Regions from separate parts of the Mus musculus genome. Here region 2 is linked to region 1. A link is a contact called in public HiChIP or PLAC-seq data. All regions are on one chromosome and are shown on one strand. The core of a region is the stretch at or near the end of the contact, and the rest is flanking DNA. Distances in the headings are between cores, read along the strand shown.

The links. HiChIP or PLAC-seq counts read pairs in DNA pulled down with a chosen protein or histone mark.
Region 2: a FOXA1 HiChIP or PLAC-seq map of pancreatic cancer cells shows a contact between it and region 1. The contact joins two enhancer-like sites. A contact is called at or near these places in 1 of 115 datasets of contacts at active chromatin or transcription factors (pancreatic cancer cells) and 2 of 9 other capture datasets (adipose tissue and pancreatic islet).

What each region holds. Positions count from the first base shown.
Region 1 is chr11:79,193,802-79,199,034 of GRCm38.p6, reverse strand. No RefSeq gene overlaps it. Among named protein-coding and RNA genes, the nearest start is that of Gm30413, 4.1 kb to the right of the region's middle. Within about 2 kb of position 2,659, at least 71 of the 459 cell types and tissues checked have an H3K27ac peak or open chromatin away from gene starts, as enhancers often do. A contact at or near this core is called in pancreatic cancer cells, where this site is marked.
Region 2 is chr11:79,532,259-79,537,491 of GRCm38.p6, reverse strand. Nf1 (neurofibromin 1) reads right to left here. Exons shown (of 58, transcript NM_010897.2): 37 at 1,457-1,889; 38 at 359-699. Among named protein-coding and RNA genes, the nearest start is that of Evi2a, 4.3 kb to the right of the region's middle. Within about 2 kb of position 2,986, at least 84 of the 459 cell types and tissues checked have an H3K27ac peak or open chromatin away from gene starts, as enhancers often do. A contact at or near this core is called in pancreatic cancer cells, where this site is marked.

The DNA.
Region 1 (5,233 bases), core at 1,410-3,909:
TCAATGACGAATGCAATGCATAAGCCTTCAGAGGGCAAATTGGAAATACTGGAAGGATCTGCGGAGAAAAGCCAGGAACCATTTTTCTTCCCAGCGTCTGAGACACAGTGCTGGCATGACCCTTCGGTGAGGCCCGGAGAGGAGTGTAGCATGGTTCAGCAAAGTGGCTTCTTTGGTTAGACTTAGCACTGGCAGCCACAGCAGCTGGAGACCTGTAGCACCATGACACCAGGCCTTTGACACAGTGCCAAGGGGGCCACCGCCAGCTCTCAAGTAACACCACAAGTTGCTAGATCAGGAGGAAGTTTGGGTGAGAATGTTTGATAGACACATGCACATGTTTCTAGAAAGATCTGGGAAAGAACTGGGTAAAAGACTGCAGCAGTGTGCACCAGCCAGGGATGCAGAGGAAGCCTGTCAGAGGAGCATGGTTTTAGCCATGGTCTCAGCAAGAATGGGGAGCCTAAGTTACCACCCTAGGTACCATGATCTCAGAGGGAAGAAAGGGGTCCAGTCCCCCATTTCTAGACAGTGGGATATCTCTGGGATGTTTCTAACCACTGCCAGGACAGTGCACCTTACTTCTTTTCTTCCAAGAATCATCACTTGTCCCCCACCTGACATTACCTGGCCCCCGTCTGACATCCCTCTGCAGTCTTCCTGCCAACCCTCTTCTCCTCACAAGATCCAGGCACTGCATTTACCCAGAAGTGCAGGCTGCAGTCCAGCCCTGTAACCTTTGAACAAGTGGTCCCCCCTTTTCAATAGCCTGCCCACCTTCTGTTTTCTTGTTTCTTTGTTCAGTGTTATGCTTTGAATGCTAAGTGTCCCCACCCCCACCCTACCCCCAGACTCATGAAGAACACTGATAACATTTTGGGAAGGTTGGTGAACTTTTACAAGATAGAGACCTCTGCTGGAGGAAGTAGGGTCACTCCGGGTGGGCCTTAACATTTTTTAGCCTGGCCCCACTTCCTGTTCACTCTCTGCCTCCCAACTACCGATGCAGTGTGACCAACTGTTTCCAGCTTCTGTCGTCACACCTTCCTGCCACAACAACAGACTGTTATCTCCTCGAACTGTAAGCCAAACAAACTCCTCCCTCCCTTAGGTTGCTTCTCGTCAGGTATTTGGTCATAGCAGTAAGAAAAGTTAAGTAATATAGCTGGTTCGGAGACAGTGGCTCAAAACAAGCTTTCCAATTTGAAATGTAACCCAGACTGGCCTGGATCTCCTGGTTCTGCTTCTCCCCCCCTCCTGAATGCTGGGACCATGGACATGCACCACCCTGCAGGCTGGTTCCCCTTTGTCACTTGGCTAGCTTCTACTCACTCGAGGGTTCATCACAGATGCTGCCCCTCCCCTGGGAGCCTCCCGCCGTGTCTGTCATCTTGGTACACTTGATGAATAGTGATGAACTCACCACTACCATACACCTACTCACAGACACAGAATGTGTCTGCCCTCTAGTCTACCGGGAGGTTGGATGTGAGTAGAATCCTGGTTTCCACTTCTTTTTTTCTTCTCTCATACAATACATCCAAACCAAAGCCTTCCCTCCCTTTCCTTCTCCCAATCCTTTATGGCCCCTCCCCATTTCCCATTTCTGTATTTCCAGAATCTGGCAGAGAGTTCATGGTATCGAATAAATGAGGGCATGCATGCATGAACGCATGAGTCAGTAATCTCCTCCTCGTGGCTAAGGAGAACCATGCAGCTCTGTGCTGGGTGTCAGGACCTCAGGAGCCCAGGGCAGTGGCAACATCAGAAGGGCCCACAACTCCCTTGCTCTCGCTGCCTTCTCTCTCACCGCTTTGCCTGTGTCTGAAGATCTAGGACCACAGTCAGGGCAGACATTGGCTTGTGTGTAGGGCTGACATGAACCCAGGGAGTGGGGGAGTGGATGCAACTGGGCAGCCCAGACAAACCCATCAGAGGGCCGCAGCTGCTCTGTGCTTCCTAGGCATGTGGTTAAGTACGAATGAAGAGATGGCAAGCAAGGAAGGCAGAAGGCTCGGGCGTGGGACAAGAGGCCTTCTGAACTCTTAGATCTGGGCAGGAAGGGTCAGGGTTAGTCCCAGAGGTCATATGAGTGAAGGCTATGCCTTCATTGTGAACTGACAACATTAGCTAGTCCTCTAGGGCTAAGTAAGAAACATCCCCCCCCCCCCCACTTCCCAGGCAGCTACTTCCTCTCCATCCCCTCACCATCTCAGGACAGCTCTGAACATGACGATTGGAGCCCACATACAGGTCAGTACAGCTTCGCCATTTCCAAATGTGCTTGAAAACTTTTTTTAGAATCCCTCCTCTTTGCCTGGAGAGATGACTCAGAGGTTAAGAATGTTTTCTGTCTTTACAAAAGACCCTGGTTTCACTCCCAGCATGCACATGGCAGCTCAAAATCAGCCCTAACTCCAGCTCCAGGGGACCTGACACCCTCCTCTGGCATTTGTGAGCTCCTGAACACATAAACACATAAACACATAAACACACGCACACACACACACACACACACACACACACACACACTTAAAAGAGAAGATTCCTTGTTTGATTTTCCCTTTTCTTCTTTTAAACAGGGTTTTTGCTGTGCAGCTCAGGCTAGCCTTGAAACTCCTGATCATCTCCCTCCAGAGTTCTGGGATTAGAGGCATGCAAAACCACACTGGGCCTTACTGTATGTATTGTTTCTGGGCATTTCCTAGTGGTTTCTCTAGTGGTTTTGTGGTTTCAAGGTCTACTTGGAGTTAATGCTGCATCATTTCACATGCTAGTCTCTGCTGTTTACCACAGCCCCCATTTGCCACCCTCCTGTCCTTTCAGCTGCCACTGTTGCCTGTGTTAAACTCCATTGGGCAGAGTTCTGCCACACTCTTCAAACAGTAACATCCACTTGGAGAGTTTAATCCCACAGAGCTATTGGTCACTTTCTTCTGATCTGAAGATGCCTGTTTTTGTAAAGGAGAGTTTCTCCTCAGACTCCTTTTGGCACATCATATAACATAGGGCTTTGGACAGTGAGTTCTGTGCCCCCTGCCTCCCCTTAACATCTTCAATTTATCTTCACGTTTTTCTTTTCTTTAGGTTTTATTTTTCTGAGACAGGGTTTCTCTGTGTAGCCCTGGCTGTCCTGGAACTCACTCTGTAGACCAGGCTAGCCTCAAATTCAGAGATTGACTTGACTCTGCCTCCCGAGTGCTGGAATTAAAGGCATGGGCTATATTCACCTTTTTTTTTTCTTTTTCTGTTTTACATATTGTAGCTTGTCCTGTAACTCACTGCATAGCAAAGCATGGCCTTGAACTTCTGAACCTCCTGCCTCTACTTAAGTGTTGGGATTACAGGCAAGTGCCACCACTCATGGTTTATATGGCACTAAAAACCAAACCTGGGACTTGATGCATTTAGGGAAGGGCTCTGCCAATTGAGGCACACCCTTGTCCCTCATCTTTCTCTTTTTATAAATAATGGATTCATTTAAACATTTTTTAAAAAATCACAATTTATTTATTTCTGCATACACACATACATGGCATGACCCACATGTGGAGGTCGGGGTGGGGAGGAGCAAGTTGGGGGGGTTGGTTCTCTTCTTTTACTCTAAGAGGTCCTGGAAATTGAACTCATGTCTCCAGGCTTGGCAGCAAGCATTTTCATCCACTAAGCCATCTTGCTACTCTTTATCTTTAATCTGTGTACCTTGTGTGGGTCTAGTGCTCTCAGAGGCCAGAAGAGGGCATTGGGTCCCCTAGACCTGGAGCTACAAATGGTTGTGAGAACCATGTGGGTGCTGGAAATCAAACCTGGGTCCTCTAAAAGAGCAGTCAGTGCTCTTAACCATGGAGCCATCTCTCCAGTCCTTAGATATCTTCACTCATGAGAGATATTTCCATTCACAGAAACGGGTGGGAATGGGCAGCTTTGATCTCCACACCATAAAGGCAGGGGCAGGTAGACCTCTGTAAGTTCAAGGGAAACCTGCTCTACATGGAGAATTCCTTCCCAGCCAGGATTAAAGGCAAGCACTACCATATCTAGTCCTGACTGTTTATTTATTTAACTTTGTTTTTTTGAGACAGGGTCTCTCTATGTGTCTCTGGCTGTCTAGGAACTTGCTATGTAGACCAGGCTGTCCTCGAACCCATAGAGCTCTGCCTGCCTCTGTCTCCAGAGTTCTGGGACTAAAGGAGTGTGCCACCATGCTCAGTCCTTGGTAGTTTACTTTTAATGCTCCCAGAGCAGCTTAGCAATATTCCCCATTGTTCTCTGGTTCAAAGTGCCCCGTGGATTTTGACTTCCTAAGCTGAAACACTGCAGAATATTTTGTAGTTTTGAATTTCCACTTGGCTACACTTGAAACACACACACACACACACACACACACACACACACACACACACACACACACACTTTTAGCCTACCAGCCAGATAACCATAGAGCTGGCCTTCAGACCCATGCCTAAGCAACTCTCAAATTGCCTTCATTCACATGGGTATGACTTTCTTCTCTCTGTATACTGAAAGCTCCAGAATATCTTACCGTTCAGGTGACAGTGGCAGGCTTTGATGTATATGACTTCCCCTATGTATAAAGTTCACCCAGATTCAGAATACAGTTGTAGTCATTGCCTCTAATGTCTTATCCTGGGCTGGGACATAGATCAAAGACCACTGGCTCTGAAATTAGAATTGTCTGGGTTCAAGTCTTACCTCTGACATCTGTGTGGCCCAGGGTCAGTCACTTCAATTTCCACGTGTGTAGGATAGGTGTGATTTGAATATGCTTGGCCCAGGGAATGGCACTATTAGGAGGTATGGCCTTGTTGGAGGAGGTGTGGCCTTGTTGAGGAAATGTGTCACTTTGAGGGTGGACATTGAGACCCTCTCTCCTCCTAGCTGCCTGGAAGCCAGTCTTCTGTTTGCCTTTGGAACAAGATGTAGAATTCTCAGCCCCTGCGTCATGCCTGCCTGGATGATGCCATGCTCCTACGTTCATGATAATGGACTGAACCTCCGAACCTGTAAGCCAGCCCCAATGAAATGTTTGCCTTTACAGGAGTTGCTATGGTCATGGTGTCTCTTCATGGCCATGGAAAACCTGGCTAAGACCATAGGTGACTTCAAAATATCATAGCTAAGTTAAAGTGAGATACAGGACATTAAGCTCAAAGGACAGTGGATGACAGAGCAAGTTCTCATTTGACCATTTGACTGGACCCGCCTCCTCTGA
Region 2 (5,233 bases), core at 1,737-4,236, 340 kb before region 1:
GCCTCATGCACGATGCCCAGCAGTGTTCTCTGTCAGTTTCCAGGTATACATTGCCTTGCACTTGGCCACAGCCGCGACAGAACGTGGTATTTGACTGTGATGCTCTCCAGACAGTAATATTCTTTTTGTTCATGTTGCTCTGTTGCTGAGGCAAAGGAAGAGCACCAGAAGATTTCTTTAGAGAAAACTCCTGAGATGACACAGGTAGGACGCAGTAATGTATCCGATTCATTAAACTTTAGGCCTTCCCTTGCCCTTAACAGTGGCACTCAGTTAACAACAGTGAGATACTATTCAACTTGAAGTGAATTTAATTAAAAAAAAAAAAAAAAAGGAAGGGTGGGAGAGAAATACCTACCGTAAACTAGGGTCTGAACTGCCCAAATTCAGTAACGCAATATTAAGCAGTGTCCCAGGGACATCCTTTGGTCGAATCTTGGTATGCTGAGGGATGGAGTCAGGTTGTGACAGCTCCCAGCGGGTCCTGATATGAATGATAGACTGAACAATGGCTTCACATTCTTGGTGCATGAAGGTCAGTGGTGTGCCTTGGTTTGCAATGGTTAGAGTGAACTGGTTCTCATCAACTAGGCAGATCTCTTCGATTTCAGAAGCATAGTAAATATCATTTAAAAAGACGGATTGCCCCAAAACTTTTGTTCTTTCTGCTGAAGTTACCTGAACAGCAGTAGAACCAACCTGAGAAACGGTGTGAGGAAGGAATAGATTCCAGTTACACAGAATTCTCAGAAGCTCCAAAACCCAACTCATTCCCCCCCCACGCCATGTTAGCTATGAGATTATTTAGTTTACTTTAACACTTACTTATAAATACTCTCAAAAGAAACTGGATCCAACAGAAAAAAATCATTTTTCTTTTAAAAAAGGCCAAGAATTTTATAAATACTGAAGGGGGTAAAACTCACCACTCTGAAAAACCATGATGCAATCAACAGAACTATGTCGCCAGGTCCTTTCCATTCCACACAGCCAACCACTGGGCAGAGTTCAGTCTATAGCATTTTTTTTTTTTTTTTTTTTGCCCCTTACCCAAACTAAGTACCTTAAAAATTAATCTATTTTGTGTGTATGAGTGTTTGCCTGCATATATATCTCTGCTTCACATGTGTGCCTGGTGTCCTCGGGAGCCAGAAGATCCCTTGGAACTGGAGTTACAGACAGTTATGACCCACCATGCGGGCTCTGGGGACTGAATCCTGGATCTCTAGAAGAGCAGCCAGTGCTCTTAACCACTGTGCCACCACTCAGGCTTTATGAGAGTGTCTTGTAAGTGTGCAATTTTCTGTAGAACCACAATAAAGATAGAAGTCTTGGTCTTCCCACATCTGGATGGAACTAATATTAGATATGCAACTATGAGAACATTTGTAGAGATCACAATATAACCTGGTTAGTCAGGAAAGGCAACAAATATTTAAAACAGACCAGAGGTTACCTTAATAGAAACTTTGGTGTCCTTGTGAGCTAACTTGAGAGCATTGTGGAAAACCTTTAGATCTTCTTCCAAAGCCAAGGTAGCAGCAGGGAGTTTCTGTTGCTCATGCTCTATATGTTCAGCCAGCTTCCCAGGACAGTCGATGAAAATGAGCCTTTTGCTGCCCTTGAGGCCAGTCAGCAGCCGCTCATGGTATTTGGTATACTCCCTGACCCAGGAGTTACAGTTATAGATATAGACTGCAGAGACGTTGTCATAGGCAAAGCCAGGAAAGACAACAAACCACTTAGAGAGGAAGTCTGTTTTAAAGCGATTGCTAGGCCCAGTATGGGTAAGGTCCACTACAATTTCATATGGCTTTGCATAATATGGCTTTAAAGTCAGCAAGACATGGTATATCAGCAGATCACCATTGATCTGGCCAGTTTTGAACCTAAGGAAGGCAACAAAAAAAGGATAGATTGTTAAAATGTTCTGAATGTACAGAATATAAGTATTTTTGTTTACCTTTACTAATTGTGTGTGCATGTCGGTGTGAGCGTGTGCATGCGTGTGGAAGCCAGAAGACAACACAGCACACCCATGGGGGCAAGAGTCAGCTCCCCTCGCTCCCTACCAGGTATGCTGTGCAGACTGGATTTAGGTTGTCAGGCTTATAATGACAGCATCGTCACCTGTTGGGCCATCTCACTGACCCCTTTGAAAAATTTTATCGTTAATCTTTTCATATTTCTAGTTCTGAGCTTAGCCTTTAATGCTGAGCTATCTCTCTGGTTCTGATTAATTTTCTAAAGAGAACAATGATATAAAACAAGTCTTCAAAGTATGGATTTTTTTGTTTTATATTTTCCAGGCTTTAAGCAATAAGGATAAAGAGAGAAGAAACAAACTCCTTAAAAATTATGGCAATAGCAACAAATCTGCCTATCAAGAAAGAAGACAGTGAAAGACACTGGGTACTCCTCAGAGAGGCCAGTGGCTGGAAAAGATGCTCAGAAGCTGAGGCCAATCCATGGAGCTGACCTTGAACAGAAGGTGGCTCAGCAATGAACACAAAGACTCAAGTCAGGACAATGAAGCCAGAGGCTTAAATCCCAGGCTAAATCATAGTTCGAATTGTGGGGGTTTGAGAGCTTTTCTCCATGTTTGTAATTAAGAAAATACACAGCCCTGGGATTTGTTTGCTTGTTTATTATGTTTCAAAGACAGGGTTTCTCTTTGTAGCTATGACTATGCAGGAATTCACTTTGTAAACTCACAGAGATCCACCTCCCTCTGCCTCCCGAGTGCTGGGATTAAAGGGCTGCATCATTACTGCTCAGCCGAGGGATTATAAATTTTATCTTGGGATAGGAAGGAAAAGTCTTCCTCAAAACCCAAAGAGAAGGAGCTGAGAAGTGAAAAGACAGTCTGGAGTTTGGCTATAATCTGAGTCATAGATAAAATTCTCCCCCATGGTTAGATTTATCCAGGCTGTTCAGCTGTATAAGCTAATGTTCCATGTTTTGATTAAACCACATTAGGTCATACACCACGTCCACTTGGCTTGGGTCCTGGAAATCTGACTGGAGCAGTGAAGGAATCAAGAAAGGGCTGACACAAATGCACAAGCAGACAAGCTGGGGGGAGGTGGGCTGTGTGCACTCTGATGGTGCTGCACCAACAACTGCAGCAAGCCTAACCCTCAGGAAATGTATTAGGTACAGCGAGGCCACCTAGTCTTGACAGGAGACTTCTGTAAGTGAGCAGTCTCCAGCTTTACCGACCAGGGGGAAAGAGAGCTGCAATTGCCAACTTTGGCACACACTGGTCAACTGTTGGTAAACACTCATATTTGTACACCCTGCCAACATCCTAGGGACGAGAGGACGGCTCTGCAGTCCTTCCCAGCCCACCATGGGTGTATGGGGGTGTGTGAGAGAAGCTTTGCCACTGCCATGGACCTGAGGCATTCAAACACCATTCATTCCTCAGGACTTGATTTGGTCCTTACACATTCACCCGCAGTTTCCCCCGCTTCCCCAGGCACACTTGGCTCACAACTGAAAGAGCACAAGTAGGCACAGAAGGAAGCTCGGAAGAGTGCTGTGCTTGACTAACTCAGGCCCACTGTTCCTTATGCTCCATTATCTCTGAGTTATGATAAGTATCTTCATGTAAAAACTTTTAATCTTGTCAAAAAATAAAATGACAAGTTAAATTATTTTTAAAATGAAACAAACAGTTTAAGATTAAAAAGAATAAATGATAAAAGACACCCCCCCCCACCACTTGAGGCAGCTGGGAGAGCTGGTCATGACAGAGAGTGAACTGGCACCACCACCAGCTGCAGCACTTGGGAGAGCAGGCCCTGCACCTTGCCTGCTCAATATAGTAGAGCTGGCCCTCACAGAGAAGGCAGGTGGGCCCGCCCTGAGAGGGTGAGAACTGGCCTGACCCTTTGCTATCTGCAGCACTTGAGAGAGTGGGACCCATGCCTCAGCTGGGCTGACTCTGGAGGTGTGAGTACGGATAAGCCTCTCTGAGGGCTTGCGAGCAGGAGAACTGACGCTGCCTCTTGACGACGGCAGCATTAAGTGGGCTAGCTGCAGCAGTGCTAGAGAGCTTGCCCCTGGTGGTGTGGATAAAAAAGACCTGGCATGCTGATGAGCTTAGCTATCATCTAGGCTCAGATCCAGGGCTTTGAGTTGGCCCATCCCTAAATCTTTATTATCTGTGAACTGGGGGAGCTCATGAAAGGGACAATCTTGTTGGTCCAGACCTGAAGGAACTCCATGACAGAGGGCAACAATGGGATGTCTGGGAGGAGTCCCAATGAGAATCCAATACTGATGGTGTGACAGAAGCCAGGGACCTCAGAAAGAGACCAATGACTCATTGCAATGAACATTTGCAAGTGAAGATGTGTGAAGCACAGGGATATACTGTGGGACACACTGTGACATACTACAGCTTCCATGATGAGATGTTTTCTATGCTTTGTTTTGTTTACTTCATTTATTGTTTGTTTTTTATTATCTTTGGGAGTGAGGTTTGCAAGCGTGGAGGGCAAATACAAGGGCATGAGGAGATGGGACTGTGGGGTACATGATTTGAAACTCACAGTCAATTAAAAAGTTGAAAAAAGCTGGGCAGTGGTGGCGAATGCCTTTAATCCCAGCACTTGGGAGGCAGAGGCAGGCAGATTTCTGAGTTCGAGGCCAGCGTAGTCTACAGAGTGAGTTCCAGGACAGTCAGGGTTATACAGAGAAACCTTGTCTCAAAAACACCAACCAACCAACCAACCAACCAAATAAACAAACAAAAAGTTGAAAAAAGAAAAAGAAAATACACAGGTTGGCTATTCCTATTCTGAAAAACACTTTCTGAATGCCATCAGATGCCAGGGTGGACAATTCAAACCCAATGCTCAAACCATAGATACACTAAAGTGCAACTTTGCCTTCAGTTATATGTATAAGGTACATATGAAACAGACGAATTTTGTGTTTAGCATTCACTATCCACCTAAAATCTCATTTTATGTGTATGTAAATGTGAATATTGCAAAATCTGAAGGAAATCTAAACCTGCAAATATTTGGATTTAAGCACTTTGGACAAATTCAGCCTGCATGATGTAGTCTATATCACTCACAAGAGAAACAACAGAGGGGAAAAAAACAGTGTGACATTCAAAAGAAGGTAAGACCAACGTGAAATTACAAATATATAGGGAAAACTATGTAGATATTTTAAAAATCCAGTGTAGACTCTGATAGAAGGAAGTTTGAGCTGA